2 separate regions of the Rattus norvegicus genome follow, and region 1 is linked to region 2. The links are chromatin contacts, called in public Hi-C maps. All regions are on one chromosome and are shown on one strand. Each heading gives the region's core, a stretch centred on a gene start, on an enhancer-like site or on the middle of the called end of the contact. The rest is flanking DNA. Distances are from core to core; before and after follow the strand shown.

Region 1 (4,374 bases), core at 1,842-4,341, 42 kb before region 2:
TCTGACCCTTGGAAGAGGAATGTATCTCATGACAGAGATTTGAAAAGGTTTATAACTCTGAGAATATGCCTTATGAAATGGCCTAAGTCAGTAGCCTCAAACTTCATACTGTAAACCTTCTTAAAATGCAGAAGATGGATCCAAGGTTAAGGGTACTTACTGCCCTCCAGTTCAGTTCCCAGCATCCATATGGTACTTCACAACTGTCTGTAACTCCAGTTCCAGGGAGTCTGACACCTTCTTCTGGCCTCTGCTGGCTCCGGGCATGCGTGTGGCACAAGTATAGAAGCAGACAAAACATTCGTACACATAAACTAACACAAATAAAATCTTTTAAAATATTTTTTTAATACAAAAGCAGATAGAATGAAGTAAAAGCTGAGATGCTGACATTCTAAAAAAGCTTTTCGGTTAACTACTGAGCTAGGGACCTCTCTTCCAGAAACAACCACCTTAAGGAATATTCTAAGGTGTCAAAATATGAAGTTGGAAGAAAGAGCTTCCCAAGTGGAGATCTTAGCAGGAACAGTACCCTCAGGGTAACAGTCAGGAAATCAGTCTGGGCGAGGGGGAATGAGAGTGGGGTGGGAATCTGCAAAAGACCTCAAGCACAGACACCGAAGAGGCAGAACTTGGAGACAGCAAGAAAACATTGAGCCATGGCACACGGGAATAAAATAGCCTATTATTCTATACCTAAAAATTTCACACAGATCTTTATTGATAAAATTTAATAAATGAAGAAATACTTGAGGTTGGTTGTTTTAGACCTCATTGGCTAAATTTTTTTATTTTATTTTATTTTATTTTTGTTGTTTTTGTTTGTTTGTTAGTCTTTTGGTAGTTATGGTGCTTCCGGGCCTTAAGTATGTTAAGCACTATACCACTGAACTATATCAGCACTGAACAGACTCTAGAAGGCCCAAGCAAGGCAAGCAGGGCTCTAGCAGGCCTTTCCCTTCTCCCCCATTCCCTCTGCCTTGCTAAAAATCATTAGATTGCATTCCTAAAGCTGGCCACCAAAGTCCATTCCCTTATCCATTGTCAGCTACTTCCTCTTGAGGCTGACTACTAAGGTCCAGCTATCAAAAGTCCCCTTTGGCTCACCTAGTTAACATGCCCAATTAAAACTAAACACCTCGGGGGGCTGGGGATTTAGCTCAGTGGTAGAGCGCTTACCTAGGAAGTGCAAGGCCTTGGGTTCGGTCCCCAGCTCCGGGAAAAAAAAAACAACAAAAAACAAAAAACTAAACACCTCATCCTAACACAGGGTTTCCCCTTTTCCCTTTATAACCTTCCATTTTCTTATGGCCATGTCTGTCTCCTCTCTACCCAGAGGCAGCCCTTTGTTGTCCCCCACGCCCCCACCACACAAATATCCCTTCCCCCTTCCCATGTTTCTTTCCCCTTTTCCCTCCTCCTCTATTTCCTGTCTTTGTCTCTTAGTCCCTGCCCTTTGTCCCTCTGGAGCAAATCAATCTCCTTTGTGCCCAGAACTTGGTTTTGGGGTGTCTTATGCCAAGACTGGTCCCTTCAGGCCTTCTCTCTTTTTTTTAACCTTTTGAGATAGGGCCTTATCAATTTTCTCAGATTGGCCTTGACCTCACCTTGTGTCTTCTAGGAAGGCTGAACTTGGGATCCTCCTGCCTTTGCCTCCCAAGAAGTTAGAATGACGGCTTTTGCACCCAAACCTTCCTTCAGCTAATATTTCATCTGCTGTTCAAATATCAGAATTAAACTAGGGCAATTAGGCGGTACTGAAGTATCTGTCCTTTAGTAAATGAGAGATATGAGAGAGTCATCTCAAGTTTACAGCGCCACTTGTGGAAGAAAGTATGGCTACTGAAAAAGTCATGTAGGGTGTGGTTTTGTGTTTTTGGTTGGTTGTTTTTTTTTTTTTTTTGTGGGGGTGGGGGGTTGAACCCGGGTCTCACACCTGCCAAGTCCACACTTTCCACTACTGAGCTAACGCTGCCAACATCTAGGCGGTACAGCTTTCCAAAAGAAACCTGGAGGAAGATTTAGAAGAGGGAAGTCAGGAGGACTTTGAGGATGCTAAAGATAGAACCAAGCTCTAGGCAAGCATTCTACCACTAGGCTACTCCAACTCAGGGAAGACAGGGTATTTTGTTATTTACTGTAATTGGTTGGTTTCCTTGTTTTGTTTCTATGCAGATGGGTGTTTTTCCTGAATACATGCCTGTGTACCTGAGGAGTCTAGAAGAGCTGGACTGCAAGAGTCGGTGTCTCGTATACAATGTATCTTTCTCTTTTAAAGCTTTAAGGCCTCCCAGACAACCTGCCCCACTGTAGGCTTCCACACTGAATCAAGGGCTGCATATTGGCTCATGCTTATATTCCCAGCAGCACCCTAATTGTCTCATACAACAGTCAGAGGTCTAGGTCACAGGATCTGTAAATAAGTGAGACTTTAATATTATGGATCTGGGGTCGGGGGGTTTAAAACGTTTTCAAGTAGCTTAGGCTTAGGTTGTTTTGGTCCTCATGTCTCCATCTTCTCTGTGTGGAGATTTAAGGGAAGCGTCATCACACCCAGCACCCAACAACTTTTAATAAAAAGCTCTCGTGACATATCGTCTTGACCCAGGGGAAGAGTGAAAACTGCCTTAAAACTGAGTGTAGGGCTGGAGAGATGGTTCAGCGGTTAATAGCACTTCTAAAGGTCCTGAGTTCAATTCCCAGCAACCACATGGTGGCTCACAACCATCTCTAATGGGATCTGATGCCCTCTTCCGGTGTGTCTATAGCCAGCAAAAGTGTACTCCTACACATAAAATAAATAAAATCTCAAAACAAAACAAAAGACAACAACAAAAAAAAACAAACCCAAACCCCCAAAAACCTGAGTGTAAAAACCGAAGTGGAGCATGTGACTCCCCCAAGTTTGAGCTCTCCGTTTACAGCCGTAAGAGCCCCGTTTCTTCCGTCCAGCAACTTAGTGCTTAAAACGGTGGTAGCACAGGCTTTATGGGGTTCACTCTGATTAATACTCCTGAAAAGGAGGGCACTGTGGGAGCCTCTTCTTAGTATTCATGAAGGGGCGTGGCCTCCTTGGGGGTGTTTCCTGAGAAGGTTCTGGGTATTCTTAAGCGAAAGACAGAAGAGCCGCGGCTTCTAGCTCTTCGCGAGGGGGGGTGGGGCTTCCCCCCGCGGGGCCTCCTGGGAGTGCTCTGAGCAATTCAAGAGAGGAGGCAAAAGAGCCGAGGCTCCTAGCGTTTCGTCCTTTCCACAGACGGTGAGAGGCTCCTCCCGCAGGGATTCCTGGGAGAGCTCTGAGTAATCGTGAGGGGAGGGGCAGAAAGGTCGAGGCTGCTTGATATTCATGAGGAGGCGGAGCCTCCACCCGCTGGGGCTCCTGGGAGAATTCTAAAATCTACTTGAGGCGACGGGGGCGCCCGAGAGCTGAAGACACAGCTTCGGGGCGGAGCGGAGGTAGCGAAGCAGTATCCTCCCCCATTTTCTGGCGGGAAAAGCCTGAGGCGATTTTTATTTTTAAGTATTATGAAATCTGAGGAGGGTGGGACAAGACGACTAAATCCCACTTTCCTGTGATACTGTAGCCGGAAAACTGTCGAAACCTGTGGTAAAAAAGTGTTTTATCTCCCCCAGTACTTCCTGGTAGAAATAACTCCGTGTTTTTCAGCACCTCCTATTTGATTTTTATGTGGGCCAATTTCTGCTATGGTTCCTTAGGTGACCCCTTTAGAGGTGTTTAGGGCTGACAAAGGGACGTTAAAACAAAGCCGGGTGACTTGCTGGGGTTTTTCTCCCCGCCGGAAGAGGGTGTGGGGGCAGAGACGAAGTCGGGGCCCTAGACCCTCCCCCTTTCTCTAGGTGCGTGGGCGGAGGTAGTCCCCGCCTGTTTCCCGGCTCTTCGAAGGCCGAGGCAGGACGTTCAGGAGTTCCACCCCAGCGATCCAAAAGAGAAAAAAAGTATCCTATAGTCATTTGGCTTGTGAACTCCATACCCTTCAGGCTAAGAGGAAAGCGGAAAGAGTTTGGTAGGCTATAGTTACTATTTCCAAAACAAATGCCCTCCTCCACCCCTAAAGTAGGTCTTAGTGAGGAAAATGAGACTTAAATTGTTTTAGTTTGGGTTTTTGTTGATGTTGGGGTTTGTGTGTTTTGTTTTGTTTTGTTTTGTTTTGTTAGTTTGTTTGCAAGACAGTGTTTCTTTGTGCGCTCCCCGGCTCTCCTGAGACTCGCACTGTGAGACTCACTGGGTAGACCAGGCTGGCCTGAACTCAAGAGATCAGCCTGCCTTTGTCTCCCTAGTGCTGGAACCAAAGGTGTTCGCCATCACCGCCCACAAATTTTGAAATAACTGGGACCAGTTATTTTTTTTTAGTCCTC
Region 2 (4,013 bases), core at 1,055-3,554:
TAACCACAAGAAAGCTTGTCCAGGAAGGAATTTAAGATGCAAACTTGTGGCATAAATTATACAACCTCACTTTCTGCCTCTCTTTTATTTTTATTTTATGTATACGGGTGTTCTGCCTTCCTGTATGTCTGTGCACCACTTGTGTGTACAGAACATGCAATCCCAGAAAATATCAGATTCTCAGGAACTGGAGTTACAGATGACTGTGAGCCACCATATAAGTGCTGGGAACCAAAACAGGGTCCTCTGCAAAAGCAACAAGGACTCTTAACAGCTGAGCCATCTCTCCAGCCCCTCTCTTTCTGGAAGATAGAATCTCATGTAGCCAAGGCTGGCCTTGAACACCTGATCCTTCGTCTCTTTTCCCAAGTGCTGGCATTATAGGCATGTGCTACCATACTCTGCCACCATACTTGGCTTTTCTTCTTAAAAATAGCAATTGGACAAAATATTATTACAAGAAATTATTCATTTTTTCCTTGTTTATTTTTAACCTAAAAAAGAAAATCAATGCAGAACAATTATGATGGAGTCTTCAAGGAAATAATAGATACCACAGATTTGGGGTCAAATCTACTCTAACCTAAGATACAGTTTTTTTCAACCTTAACTGGACAAGGAAATAACAACTTTGGGTTTTTTTTGTTTTTTTGGGTTTTTTTTTTGTTTGTTTGTTTGTTTTTGTTTTTTAGGATAAAGGAATGTTTAAAAACTCTTAAAACGTTTTCAGACCCTTCCATTGGGGATAATTTTTTCTCCTAAATTAATACTGCCATTTTGTCCCAGTGCTTTATAGGTGGGCACAAAGAATGAAGACTTCACAACCATGCGCCTCTAGTCAACTAAGGAGCTGGGAATAAGTGGGAAAAGCAGGGAAGAAATGATAAATCTCAAAGAATTCAAATAACAGGATTTTGGGGGTGGAGTGGTTTGAAGATCAAGGGAAACCACATATCCTCAGCCTGTACAAACTGTAAACTACTGATCAGAGTTTGCCCTTGAGTTTACAAGGGAAAACAGGAAGGGAAGAACATCTTAGGATCGTGTGCAGTTGCCTTTAGGTGGAAGGAAAGGCTGCCCGTGTGAATGCCTGGGCACTCTCAACTCTGGCTTCACTGTTCCAACCTTCCATTTCACAATACACCCTGTCTACAGCTCAATCGCACGCATCCTGATGTCCCCAAGAGTGCCCCTGCCTCACAGAATGCCGGCTTGCCAAGGGTCAGCCACATCTGGATACACTGGAAGAAGTCAGTTGGGCCTCAGGATTGCTGTCGTTGGTAAGGGGCCTCTTGCTGGACCCCGCACAGGAGCTGTGGGAAACCCAAAAACAGAATGGTCAGCTGGGAACTGCAGGAGGGGCACTAGCAAGAGCTCTGAGAACCAACATCCCATCCCTCTACACCAAACTGTGCCCACACGACTAGGGAAAAGTGGGCACCTCCCCCACCCCTTACCCCAAGTAAGTGTCATTTGCTGTTTTTTCTCAAGTGGGAGTTAATCGCGAGTGAATTAATGAATGCAGTCGTGCCTGCTGCAGTGAATTAATGAATGCAGTCGTGCCTGCTGCAGTGAATGAATGAGTACAGTTGCCTTGCCCACACAGAAGGATGTACTGTAGTCGTTGCCAGGAGAGAATGGACAACTTGGTTTTGCATCTACCTGGAAGAGGAAATTAGGAAATGATTGTCCCCACCCCACCCCAGTACATCTTTCCATCCCTCCCCCTCCCACCTAAAACCTAGTACATTTTACTTTTATTTATTTATTTTTTATTTATAGCGAAGTTTATTTTTAATTTTAAGAAATCACATTTTAAATCAATTCCAAAGGAAGCTGACCTTTCTTTTCTTACTCTTCTCAGATTGAACCAAGAAATGCTACGTCAATGTGTATGACAAATAGATACAAAACCAAGCTTTTATTTATTTATTTATTTATTTATTTATTTATTTAATCAATACCCGAATAATGACCAGAAGCCAAAATCCACCGGTGCGTCCGCAAGCAGGGTGCTCGGCCTTTCAGCTCCATCCTTCCCCTCGCAGCCCCTGCGGCTCCAGGCCACTAGAGCAGGTAAATTATGTAGGACAGAACCACCAGGCCTATGATGGCAAAGAACATGAGGATGAAGATATCCAGCATGGCTCAGTACTAAGCAGAGGAGCCCCCTAGATTCCCGGGAAGTGGGAACTGCAAGTGTGGAGATCGGTCAGCGCGGAGAAATGGCTCCTACTCCCTCCCGCTTCCTGTTCCCTCCCCCTCCCAGGGACCCGAGGCTAAGGGATGCTGCAACTCCATCAGCAGCTTACTCTCCACCTCCACCATCACAGCCAGCCAATCACAAAGCCCACGGTGGGTAACCAGGGAACAGCTACTTTTAGACAGGCAAAACCGGAGAGGTTCAATTTCTTCCCAGGAAGGCAGCCCCGCCCCTTCGTGTGGAAACGCTCTCTCTATTTAGATACAGTTTCTGCACTGAGTGGGGTGCTCCGGAAGGTGTGAGCGGAGGATCTCTACAGACCCCTTAGGAATGGATTCTTCTGCCTGCCTTCTTCCTGCTTCCTCTCACACATTTCTGGCAATCTAACTCAGAAAACTAATTGTTACCAGTTTTGTGGGCCATTGGTTAATTCACAGAACATGGAAGAAAGTCTCACGGGCGTCTTGGGCGGGGGTGGGGGGGGGCGCTGCGACCCTGGGCATGGACGTGAGTTTTTCCACTGTGCCAGGTATGGCGCACGTAGGGTCATTTCAACTGGTGCAAAGTCTTTTACAGCCTGAACTCAAGAGCTTGCCTGATAAATTTTACATCTTGTCAACAGGGGCAGGAGTCAAAGCGATGTTCTCACATTCCTAAATGCATACTCTCTCTTGGAGCCCACCCCACACTGGCTTGCCTTGTTGGTCTGGGAGATCCTCGGAGCCTAAGCTTAATTGTGTCACCTGAGGTCTCCTGCTACCCCATGTGCTGCTGCTGCCCCCAATTGTTTTCTCTGGATCTTCTGAATTTACCCAGTGACATCCTCAGAGAAAGCAGCAAGAAGCCCACACACCCCACTCCTGGGTAATGTCTGGAAATGCAAATCCAAGTGGGATTTTGGGTTTTTTGTTTGTTTTGTATTATTGCTATTATTATTATTAATTATTGGGTTTTTTTTGTCTTGAGATAGTCTCAAGTAGCCCAGGCTAGCCCTTGACTTCTGCCTCTACCTCTCAGCCTCCTGAGCATTGCCGTTACAGCCAGCTTTCACGTGGTTTCTTCTGAGGGAATGGGGTCTTACTAAAACTCAGTGACAGGGTTCAAAGGGTAAGGATGCCTTACATCAAATCTGAGGACCTGAGTTCAATCCCTGGGGCCCGCAGTGTGAAGAGGACTCCTGTAAGTTGTCCTGTGATGTCCACACATGCCCTCTGGTGTACACACAGGCACATAAACCCACACCCCACAGTGGTGTATTTTTTTTTTTTTTTTTTGGTTCTTTTTTTTGGAGCTGGGGACCGAACCCAGGGCCTTGCGCTTCCTAGGTAAGCGCTCTACCACTGAGCTAAATCCCCAGCCCCACCACAGTGGTGTATTTTGATGCTTTCTGCTGTGTGTTGTACACTGACAGTTACTAAAATGTAAAGGATTTCTGTAGGCCAATTTCTAAGGTCTGGTCCTTAGCCTCACCCCGAATATTTTCTTTTAAGGGCCCAGGCCTCCAGATATTAGTAACCCCCTTTCTAACCGAAACTTAGGCCACTCTCAAGAGGGGAGACTTCCTGAGCAGGCAGTCCAGCAGACAAGGCTACACGGGGCCACAGGCTCTGCTGCTGCTATTGGGAACTCTAAGCTGCCATCTCTGTCCTCTGCCTGGGACATTCCCCACACGCAGTTCATTCAGCCAAGCCCTCGCCTCACCTGCTGTTCCCTGAGGCCAGAGAATGCTTCCATGTGAAACCCAGGTAGAAAATGTCCCTTTCTATGACGCCTCTGGCCAGGTGGCTGCCAACCAGGAGTCAGGGTCCAG

The links. A called contact is a pair of places that touch in the nucleus more often than the background predicts.
Region 1: a contact with region 2 is called in a Hi-C map of the A7r5 cell line, with 1.8 times the contacts expected there. The contact joins the promoter of Fbxo47 here to the enhancer-like site in region 2. A contact is called at or near these places in 2 of 12 Hi-C or Micro-C datasets (the A7r5 cell line and frontal cortex).

Annotation. Positions count from the first base shown.
Region 1 is chr10:83,375,386-83,379,759 of GRCr8, reverse strand. Fbxo47 (F-box protein 47) reads left to right here and starts at 3,091. Exons shown (of 11, transcript XM_063270147.1): 1 at 3,091-3,256.
Region 2 is chr10:83,332,657-83,336,669 of GRCr8, reverse strand. It overlaps Fbxo47 (F-box protein 47), which reads left to right. Exons shown (of 11, transcript XM_063270147.1): 11 at 1-4,013. Among named protein-coding and RNA genes, the nearest start is that of Fbxo47, 42 kb to the left of the region's middle. Within about 2 kb of position 2,304, at least 52 of the 93 cell types and tissues checked have an H3K27ac peak or open chromatin away from gene starts, as enhancers often do.